Linked DNA regions of Zea mays: region 1 is linked to region 2. The links are chromatin contacts, called in public Hi-C maps. All regions are on one chromosome and are shown on one strand. Each heading gives the region's core, a stretch centred on a gene start, on an enhancer-like site or on the middle of the called end of the contact. The rest is flanking DNA. Distances are from core to core; before and after follow the strand shown. Region 1 holds the start of LOC103634840 (bromodomain and WD repeat-containing protein 3). Region 2 holds the start of LOC100282907.

Region 1 (5,443 bases), core at 2,127-4,626, 300 kb before region 2:
AAAATCGGTTGACATCACTGAATTTACAGGATTAACCTTCTCAAGTTCCTGACTTGGAAAACCCAGGGGAGCTAAATTAATGGAAGCTCCGTTACTGGAAGGTTGGCGCTTCCTGAAAGACATGTCTAATACACCACCTGGACCTGGAGATGGTAAAGAATAAGTTTACACTCTAAATTAAATTACTAAAAAAGTAAAGCAATGAACAAGAATCTACATAGACAAAATTAACTACCTCAGAAGTAGTAAATGACGAAGATATAAATTAGAAGCTCATAAATAAGGGTGTGTTTGATTCAGATTTCTGAACTGGATTCGCTACCAAAAATCTAGATTTTCAACCAAACAGGTACAACAGCAGAAAAGGTTCCTAAAAATCTACATATTCCTCTAGTATGATTCAGAATCACATTCTACCCCAGATTTTCTAGATTCTTGGCAATCATGTTACAAATTGTCATGCTCTTATAAAATCTATAGTTGACAGTTGTTTCAACTTTCAACCAAATAAATTTCAGTTTTTTCATAATCGTCGTCTCACAACGGCTTTCTCACAAATCAGATTTTCAGGAATCTACAGGTGAACCAAACAGACCCTAAAATGCAGAAATAGAAGAAAAAGGGAAACACAGCAACTAGTTGACAGTATGCCAGAAAAATGGTTACTGAACGAAACCAACTTCTCTACTGAAATGATATGGCAAAATCATAAAAAAGAGGGCAGACCCAGTGAGTAGTGACGGAGGCTCCCACAAGAGTGGGGTCTAGGGAAGGGATAAACCGAGGCAAGTCTTTCCCCTGCAAATGTAGAAGAGGCTGCTACGAACCTGCGACCTAGTGAAATGATATGGCGGAATCATAGTTAAGAAGGAATGTGGTGTATTGTACAAGAGTACAGGCAAGCAAGAATCTATCCTAAAGTTAAAATTCACGGACTTAGAAAACTTGTCACTACATTATTGTAGGTAACAAAAAACAGGAAAGCAAAACTCACAGAACTGTGGAGCAAAAGAAGAACTTGTATCCATATAATCAGCTGATGCAAGCATCTCAGTCTATTTATCTAAACATTACATAGCGACAATTTCCCTTAAACCTCTCCCACAATCCCACTAATCGGCCGCCTAAGCATCAGAACAACAAATGCAGGAATTCAAAACGTTAAGTATGTAATATTCGTACACAAAACTGGACCACATAATCAGCACATGGAAGCATATCAGTTTATTTATATGTAAAACATTACAAAGTGATAATTTCTCTTCAACCTCTCCGACTCGCTATTCTAAGCATCAATGTCAACAGAACAACAAACGGCAGAGATCCAAACGCTATGTAATATACATATATTCATCCTATATTATCCACCTTTCATATTAATAGATACATACTAGCCTGCAAGCTCACCGGCTCCTAACAAGCAAAACCGCAATTTCTTCCTGGACCACTTAGACCATCTGCAACAGCTTACCCATACTCATACCCATATTCAAACTAGACTCTACAAACAATACAATCTACAGTGCAAAATAGTGCAAAAGGTGTTTTTGGCCGTCTTTTTTGCTTTTTGACCCTTTTTGCGAAAGATTTTCACAACTACGCTCTTTCTGGTTTGAATTCAGGAAATGGACCCTTACCTTAGCGCCATTATTATTGGCGCCTAGCTTACACGTCTCGGCGCCAATATAAATGGCGCCAAGACCTCGCTCTAGTATGTCGAGCTGCCGCCTACGTGGCAGGAGGTCGGCGTCGTGGTCATTGGTGCCGACCTCTTTTCCTAAGAACGGTCGCTCGGCCTCAATGAGTGGTGTGTGTGTGTGTGTCAATGAAGGATGAGGCCGAGCAGCCGTTTCTAGGAAAGGAGGTCAGCGCCAAATACCACGACGACGACCTACTGCCACATAGGCGCCAGCTCGACTTACCAGAGTGAGATCTCGATGTCATTTATATTGGCGCCAAGGTAAGGGTCAATTTCCTGAATTCAAACCAAAAAGGGCGTAGTTATGAAAATCTTTTGCAAAAAGGGTCAAAAAGCAACAAAAAAAAGTGTTTTTGGTGACCATATGGATGAACTACTGTACATTGCACACATATTGTCTCACTAAAAACACCGTTTTGCATCGTTTTATATTGTAGATTGCACTGTTTATATAGTGTAGTTTGAATATGGATATGGTTATAGGTAAGCTGTTGGAGATGGTCTTAGTTTCCCATCACTGGAACACTAGAATTCACAGCATTCATAAAACAAGTAGATCCAATATTCAGAACACTCAACTATGTGCATGCACGGAGGGGGGAGGGGGGGCAACCAACATAAGCAAGTCATGCTAAACCCTAGTAATAAAACCCATGAAATCGGCTCAATTATCAACAACCGGACGGAGTTCTGAATCAACTCTTAGGTATGGCAAAACAAAACCGGAATCGCTGCATCCTCCGCACACCACTGGACGCATCAACAGGCACAAATTACCAATCTAGCTAACACAAATCACTTAGGCGAAAGGCGGTACGAGGTTGCCGCAATTCGAGGTAGAGGGGGCAGGAGGATAGAGACAGACCACCTTGTCTGCGAACCCTCTGGTGACGCGGCTGCGGCGGCTCAGAGGCATGCCAGATATGGAGGGCGCTTTGGCAGCGCCCGTGCGGCACGAACAGGGCACCTACGGCGGCGGAGGGACGGCGGAGGCCGCTGTCCTGTCGTCCCCGTACGAACCCTAGGCACAGACGCACAGTGGTGGGGGAGGACCGGAGGAGGCTGAGAGAGACGGGGCTGTTGGTTCGCGGGTGTATGATCCGAATAGTCCGATTCGGGTACATTAACGGGCTATTGGGTTTTTTTGGTAACAGGCTAATGGGTTAGTGGGTTGCGTTTATAGAAACGCAGAAGTAGCACAGAGGCGAGCGCCGAGCGGCGCAGAAAAATTCCTACCACGGTGACCCACCTGGAACCAGTTCGCACAAGCGGAAAAGCCAAATCGGAGAACGCGGCGGGCGGCGGCCCCTCCACACAGACACGCAGGCCGCACCATTGCAGCACCGAGAAAACAGAGAGCGGAGAGGAAGTGAAAGACCTACCGCCGATCTACGCCGCCCGCCGGAGCCGCTCTCGAACAACCGACCACCAGCGTAGAAGCCGGAGAGCGCGAGAAGCGGCGAAGCGAACCACTAGGGCGGCGACGTCCAGGGAGCGACGACGCGGAGCAAACCAGATCGAGAGCCGCTCGGGGGAGAACGAGAAGAGGACCGGAGGGCACGCCGGCACGGGCCAACGAAACGAACGCTCCCACCAGGCCGAAAGACGATCAGCCGGCCCACGAAACATTGACACTAGTGTCCGTGCGAAAAAAGGGTTTTAAACTTTTCCTATATTCCTTTTGAGTCCATTGAGCTTTTGAAATGGTATTATCGTTTTTGCAAGTGGCTCAATTAAACGAACCAATAAAAATCAATGTATCTATATGATCAATTTAAGTGGACACTCCTACGATCTAGGGTGATGATCTAGGGTGATTTTACCCTATGTTCATTTGAAAGAGATATAGATTAAAATCTTGACTAATAAAAAATAGAAAAAATAGGGAAAATAAAGAATTCTAAAATGTTGTTGCAATCCACAAAACTGGTAGTAAGGATAGACTTTGTTCAATATAAATACATGCATCGGATAGAAAAGGCTAATTGCCACAAGGCACTCCAAAGTTAATCGTTCCAAAGTTCATACAGTTGGTTCTCATGTTAATCTTCACACCAATGTCTCAAAAAATAGATAACGACATCAAGCAGACTAGTGTAAAACAAGTACAATATGTCCACCTTGTAAGTACCATCAGCAACCAATATTCAAAGATGGAAATGTAGATTAGGCCTACAATTAGATAAAAATGAATCAATTACGTAAGATTGTGCGAACATAATGAGTTTGAAATACAACAAACCTAGTCTCAACGATAACAGTCAAGTACACAGAGTGGAACTAAACAAGCTACATGAGCAATATTGAAAAGTAAATACCAACAAGTATAAACACAGCAACAATTCCAACAAGACAAATACTGTTTCAGAAAGTAGAGTTTGAATAAATCACTGTCCATGCTAAAGTTCAAATGATTCAGCCTTAACAAATGATTTAAGCAGATGTACAGATTGTTGTTCAGAAAGTCGACTTCGAATAAATTACTAACTCGTCTCGACAATTCAGAACTACCTCTCTATGACAACATAATACGTTTTGTTTAGTACAGTTTGTTGTTTTATTGGATTAGTTCATATTAACTACCTTTATATGACATACGTATAGAAAAGTTATTGGTTCCTTAGGTACTTGATCTTCTACGCTCTTGCCTAGGTTAACCTACAGATTAATTTAGATTTAAAAAATCCAGAGTTGGTCCAAACAACTCAGGTTCTTGTACATGTTATACAACGATCGGTCCCAATGTATGTCAGTTATGTAGTTTGTAGATTAAAATACCTAACTAGCTACCTCGAGAGCTTTACCAAACGGAAAAGTAAAACAGTAGCAGGTAGCATCAACTATAGGTAGAGATTGTTATACTGCTCATAGATCCTTGTGTAGATGTATTGATGTTTTCCAATTGAATACTTTTGAACATGTAGTACGCCAAGTAATTAAAGATAATCTACACTGATGTTGAAGCAAATTAATCTTTGTTGAGGTTATTCATAGGGTTTGCACACAAACAACACAGATATAAAATGAGTGATTACCGTGAGGCACTCAGAAAGGATGGAGGGGTGATATGCTTGTACTTGGGCACCTCCGAGAGCAGCTTGTTGTAGGTACCCTGGTCGACCGCATTGTTCACAGGTCGAACTGACTATTTTATATATACGGGCATGGCCTAGAAACTATTTTATTTTGGTTTATAACTTGGGTATAGAGACACAACTTTACATCTACTACTTATTGTCACCTACTGTTATCTGCATTGTTCATATGACCTAGCAACTAGTATGTGCATAGAATATTTTTTCTTCAAATGCTTCAACTGCACGCATGGCTCCTCCATGTATCTTCCCTTATGAAATAGCTCATTAAATAAACAAGCTTGGGCAGCCCACTGCACCTTTCAACAGTACTTTTAGTGATTGAACCCTTAAATCCATATGCATTGTAGTTTTCTCTAAAGAAATTACCTTTACCAGTAGTCTTTAGTAGCTTCTGTGAAACTTCTGTTGACAAGGGTTGTAAGTTAATGTTGTGTGTTCTTACAAACTGTATTGCGGCTGCAATTGTAGGAATCATGGTAGTACCAATAATTTTGTTTTCCAGTGTTTTCTTGCCCCATAGTAACTCCAACAAATTGTTCCACTTGCAGGAATCTTCGTTCTAGACATCATCCAGCACAACCAGATATTTCTGACCATCCAACACATCATTCATGCACCACCAATAGCAACCACTTCTGTTTCACTT
Region 2 (4,816 bases), core at 864-3,363:
TGCGAGCGATGGTACCATGGCAAGTGTGTCAAGATAACTCCTGCCAAGGCAGAGAGCATAAAGCATTACAAATGCCCGAGCTGCAGCTCCAAGAGGGCGAGGCAGTAGCAAAACCCATGAACGCAGGAAGCCTCCGAATGTGGGATGTATGGTGCAGAAGAGGCGCATTGCAAAGTTTGCAGGCAGGAGAAGGCCAAGAGGCCTCCATTTACAAGATTAGAACTATATTGCTATCTTCCCAGTGCCTTATGCTTGCGTTTACCTATGATAAGCTGATGTGAGGAAAGATAAGACATTTGGCAACCAGAGGCACTTAGTTAAATGCCCCTTGATATACATGGGGGTAAAAGAAGAGGAACTCATGTTTTGTCGAATATATGGAATCTTTTTTTCCCCTCTTACAGTAACATGTACTCCATCATACATAATTTATCACGCAGATCAATGTTGAGGACAAAAGACCTGCGTGCCCCTACGAGAAGAATGATGACATCTGCTGCGCTTCTGATTGACAACAGGCCCGGGGTCTCAGGTCAGCACCACCCACCTCTCTGTGTGACAAATTTCAAATGTTAAATCGTTCAGTTTCATGGGACGGGAAGGAGCACCCCTTCTGATAAGGATGGCTGCAGCCTTTACTGACCAACTTGAATTGTGTAGGAACTGAGGTAAGTAAGTTTCGTCTAGCTACCTACCTACCTACAGCCGCCTCTCAGAACTAAAAAAAACTGTGAAGTGTTTCTGTTGTTTTATCTAACGGTCGATCAGTGAATTGACTGTCCCGCAGAATAAACATATGTACGCGATACCAAAGGATAAGCACAAGCAGAATAGATGGACCATATACGAAAAGGAAAAATGTTATATTTACATCGAGCGATTACTGTAGCACGTAACATGAATAGTAGCTTTATTACAATCTAATTTTTTTTTTTGGGGTTGGAACTCTTTACATCCTTCTTTTTAATAGAATTTACTAATTCTTTCTGTGGAGAGAGAGGCTATATATGTTACCAGACCAATAACAGCAACAAGGCGCCATGCAAATTGTGAGTTTTTATAGCTTGTAGATTGGTGTGATGCCCAGCAGACTGAAACACTGCCGCGTCAGTCACGATTGCCGTCGCCGCCGGACAAAGAATTCAGGTGATCTAAACATCTGGTGAAGAAGTGGGAGAAGTCCCAGAAACGTGAGGTGATGTGGACAGCTAGCAGAGATAGCAAGCAAGACCTGGCAACTGGTGTAGAGCTTTGAGGATGCTTCGGATAATGAGCTAATACAAGACAGGCTCGATCGAAGCGTATCAAAATTGTCCACCTGTTAATCTCAATTCATGTGGATTGAACTAGCAAGTCATAATTCCTTATAATCTCACCTAAGGCCTGTTTGGTTCCTGAGAATTGGTCACCCGAAACAATTCCTAACCGGATTGTTTATCTAATAATTCATATAAGGTCTGATCAACTGGAACGATTTCTAGGTGAGTTTCAGCAAAAAACGAACAGGTGGATCAAACCTTATATCCGCAAAAAATATCTGATGTTTAGACCAACCTTCGTGGCCTAAACATCCGGTAGTTTATTCTCCAATCCACATGGACTGGGAATAACAGAGGAAGACCCGAAGGGAATGCCATTTGTGGTAGAGGAAGGTGGACAGCGGCGTCACAGTGGAGATCACTGCGATAGCTTGAGCGAACTTGCTGTTTAGGCCAGGAAGCATGCTGATAACGGGCGCTGAATCGGTGACGGCGGCGCCGCAGTCGTAGAGGGTGTAGGCAAGGCGTTTGAGGCGACCACAGTACTCGGCGTTGGACATGTCGCTCTAGAAGAGGCGGCTGTGGAGCTCCTGCTGGCTCTCTGTGCAACTCGGCAGTGCAATTTCGTGCAGCATCGGTGCAACTCTGCACGCCATCCCGCTGGCCACCCTCAGCCGCTGGCTAGTAGATTCTCCTGTAAACACCACCACCGTCTCTGCGCTACAGAATTTTGTCATCCGGAATCAGATTCCTCAGGCACCATCTCAAGCGGCTCTACGTTATTCCCTCTGCACTTCATTGTCAGCAATCCTAAAAGCTCGCAGCAGCAGCAGCTAGCAGCTCGTTCTTGTTCGTCAGCTCTAGCCTACCCTGCGCTAGCTGGCTCTTCTTTAATTCTGCAGGGAGTTCCAGTTTCAGGTAGAGTGCAGGCGGAGAACCAATAATGGGGGCGGCGCCGTCGTCCGACGACTCGTCACGCGCCGGAGACGGCCGGGCTGTGGCGAGCAGCGCTGCCTCTGGCACTGGCAGCAACAGCCACCAGGCCCAGTCGAAGCGGGCGCCGCCGCCTCACAAGTTCCACGAGATAGTTGCGCAGGAGGCGACGACGGCCGGCGGCGGCGGCGGCACTGCTGCTGCAGCCGAGCTGGAGGATCAGGCGTGCAGCACCGGGGTGTACCTGGCTGGGAAAACCAAGGTAGGTTTCAGCCACGAACACGTACACGTACACTTGAACTCTTGTCTGATGCTTACTAGTAGCTGAGGCGGCACGAACCCGATGGATCGATTGATGCAGAAGTACTGGGTGGACGAGAAGACCAGGTGCAACTGCTTCGTGCTGTTCGCTAGAGCGCTGTCCATCACTTGGGGCGACGATCCCAGATACTGGATCTGGCATCCCGTCAGAGAAACCAAGTACGTGCTATCTATACGTAGTGCTTGCTCCAGCAATTACATATACATGCATGCTCAGTTCAGTGCTCAGCTCGATTCGAGCCATGTCTGTACCTGTACTCTCTCTCCCTCTACTCTGTACAGTGACGCCGAGATCGTCGAGGCTGCGTCGCTGCAGAACGTGTGCTGGCTGGAGGTGCACGGGAGGCTGGAGCTGTCGCACCTCACGCCGGGGTGCAGCTACGACGTGGCCTTCCAGGTGATGCTCACGGAGCCGGCGTACGGGTGGTCGGTGCCGGTGAACCTGCGGCTCAGGTTCCCCGACGGCACGGCTCAGGCGCGGAAGGAGAAGCTGCAGGGGAGGCCCACGAAGCAGTGGCTGGAGCTCAGGGCCGGGGAGGTGAAGGCGCCGGCCCAGCCGGGGGGAGCGGGACGCAGCGGCGAGCTTGAGATCTCCCTGTTCGAGTACGACGGCGGGCTCTGGAAGAAGGGGCTCCTCGTCAAGGGCATCAAGATCGTCCCGAAGGAGAGTGATTATTAATTAGTGTTTGTAACTTTGTTTCAGGGTGACTGCTCCTGCTCGCTTTTGCCTGTCAGGTGTGCTAAGAACTTCGTCTAAGATAATTGGAATAATTAATGTGTGTGGCACTGCGTATTTCAACGCTTCACTCGACTCGATCGCCTTTGCCTGTCAGGTGTACTAATTTGTTTTTGACCATCCACCAACTTGTTAACTTGCCATATAGACACCTACACAGTTTATACAATCGGAAATCTTTGGCCATTGAACCACCACCTCGTAACTTTGGTTATGTAAACTACTACTGGAATCAGCGGATACTCTTCGGCAAAGGATATACAACAGAGTTAACTGAGTTAACTAAGAGTTAACTGAAAAAATATATTTGTCTCCACAGTTTTTTGTCGGACACTCGATAAAATCTTTGTCGAGTACCAAAATACACTCGACATAACAAATATAAAAATGGTAAATATGGTCGACAAGACAACACATCGGTGGCAGTTATGTATCAACTTCATCCGGCACTCGAAGTATTAAAGACAAGACAACTACGCTATATTTTGTCTAAGATTAGCCGTTCGAATTGAAGAACTAACCTTAGACAGAAAAGTTAGACAAAGTGTAGTAAGCTAGACAACGAACCAAACAATAAGTCTTGAAATTAAATGCCTAACTGGCATGCGAAGTGTTGAGTACCAAAATGAGGACCGAACTGTCTGGTCCCTGGGGCCGGACGGTCCGCACTGGTGGTACGGACGGTCCGCGCGTGCGCAGAGCAGATTAGAGTTCCGAGTTTTGTGCTACGGTTGTTAGCTAAATTCGCGGAATTAGCTCGGGAGATTAGTTTGTAAAGGGTCCAGCCCCCCTCCTCTATAAATACAGAGGTATACGGCCGATTTGTAATCATCAATCGAATCAATAACACTTTTATCTCGCATTTATTTCTTGTACAATTAGGAGTAGTTCTAGTCTAGTTCTAGTTTAGCCTCTCAATCCTCAAATTCTCCGCTTCTCTTCGACTCTACTTCGATTAGAGGAGTCTAGGTCGGTCTGCCCGAGCCTAGACAACGACAACTCCTAGGATCTCTCCTCCACGACGGGGTCCCTCCTGGGAGCGAGATCCAGGCGCCGCCGGCGACCTTTTGCCGCCCCTGCACACGCGCGGACTGTCCGGCCCCAGGGCACAGACCGTCCGACCGACAGGCATGAAACCCTAGCCCTGCGCCAGGTCGTGGACCGTCCGCCCCTGTGCAGAGAGCACTGCCACGGTTCGTGTTGAGTGATTGGCGCCCGAAAAAGACACCAACATACTTTTGGCGACTCCGCTGGGGACGATTTCATACAGACCTATCGAGATCGGCCCTCAATGGCCGGTTCAAAGGAGAGCTCTAAAGTTTCCACCAGCAATATCATCAAGCCGACTTGGGAAACCTTGCCGGCTGAAGAACAGCTCCTATTCGAGGAGCGCCAGGAGCAGCTGATCCAGGAAGCAAAGGCGAAATTCCTGGCCGACTTCAAGGTGGACAGGAACAACAAAGTCGTTCGGCAACGGACGACAGATCTGGCTTCGCTCCGACCTACTACGAATACCCCAATGTAAGTAGCACCAATGAACTCCAATCTCTTAAAGCTTACATAGACG

Evidence for each region. Hi-C and Micro-C count contacts between places; a contact is called where the count stands out from the background.
Region 1: a Hi-C map of ear shows a contact between it and region 2, with 3 times the contacts expected there. The contact joins the promoter of LOC103634840 here to the promoter of LOC100282907 in region 2. A contact is called at or near these places in 2 of 25 Hi-C or Micro-C datasets (ear and tassel).

Annotation. Positions count from the first base shown.
Region 1 is chr8:16,018,114-16,023,556 of Zm-B73-REFERENCE-NAM-5.0, reverse strand. It overlaps LOC103634840 (bromodomain and WD repeat-containing protein 3), which reads right to left and starts at 3,376. Exons shown (of 23, transcript XM_008657430.4): 1 at 3,082-3,376; 2 at 1-143. The coding sequence starts at 123.
Region 2 is chr8:15,721,921-15,726,736 of Zm-B73-REFERENCE-NAM-5.0, reverse strand. It overlaps LOC100282907, which reads left to right and starts at 2,113. Exons shown (of 3, transcript NM_001367094.1): 1 at 2,113-2,454; 2 at 2,554-2,672; 3 at 2,796-3,315. The coding sequence starts at 2,203. The coding sequence ends at 3,192. It overlaps LOC100280991, which reads left to right. Exons shown (of 5, transcript NM_001153911.2): 5 at 1-430. The coding sequence ends at 108.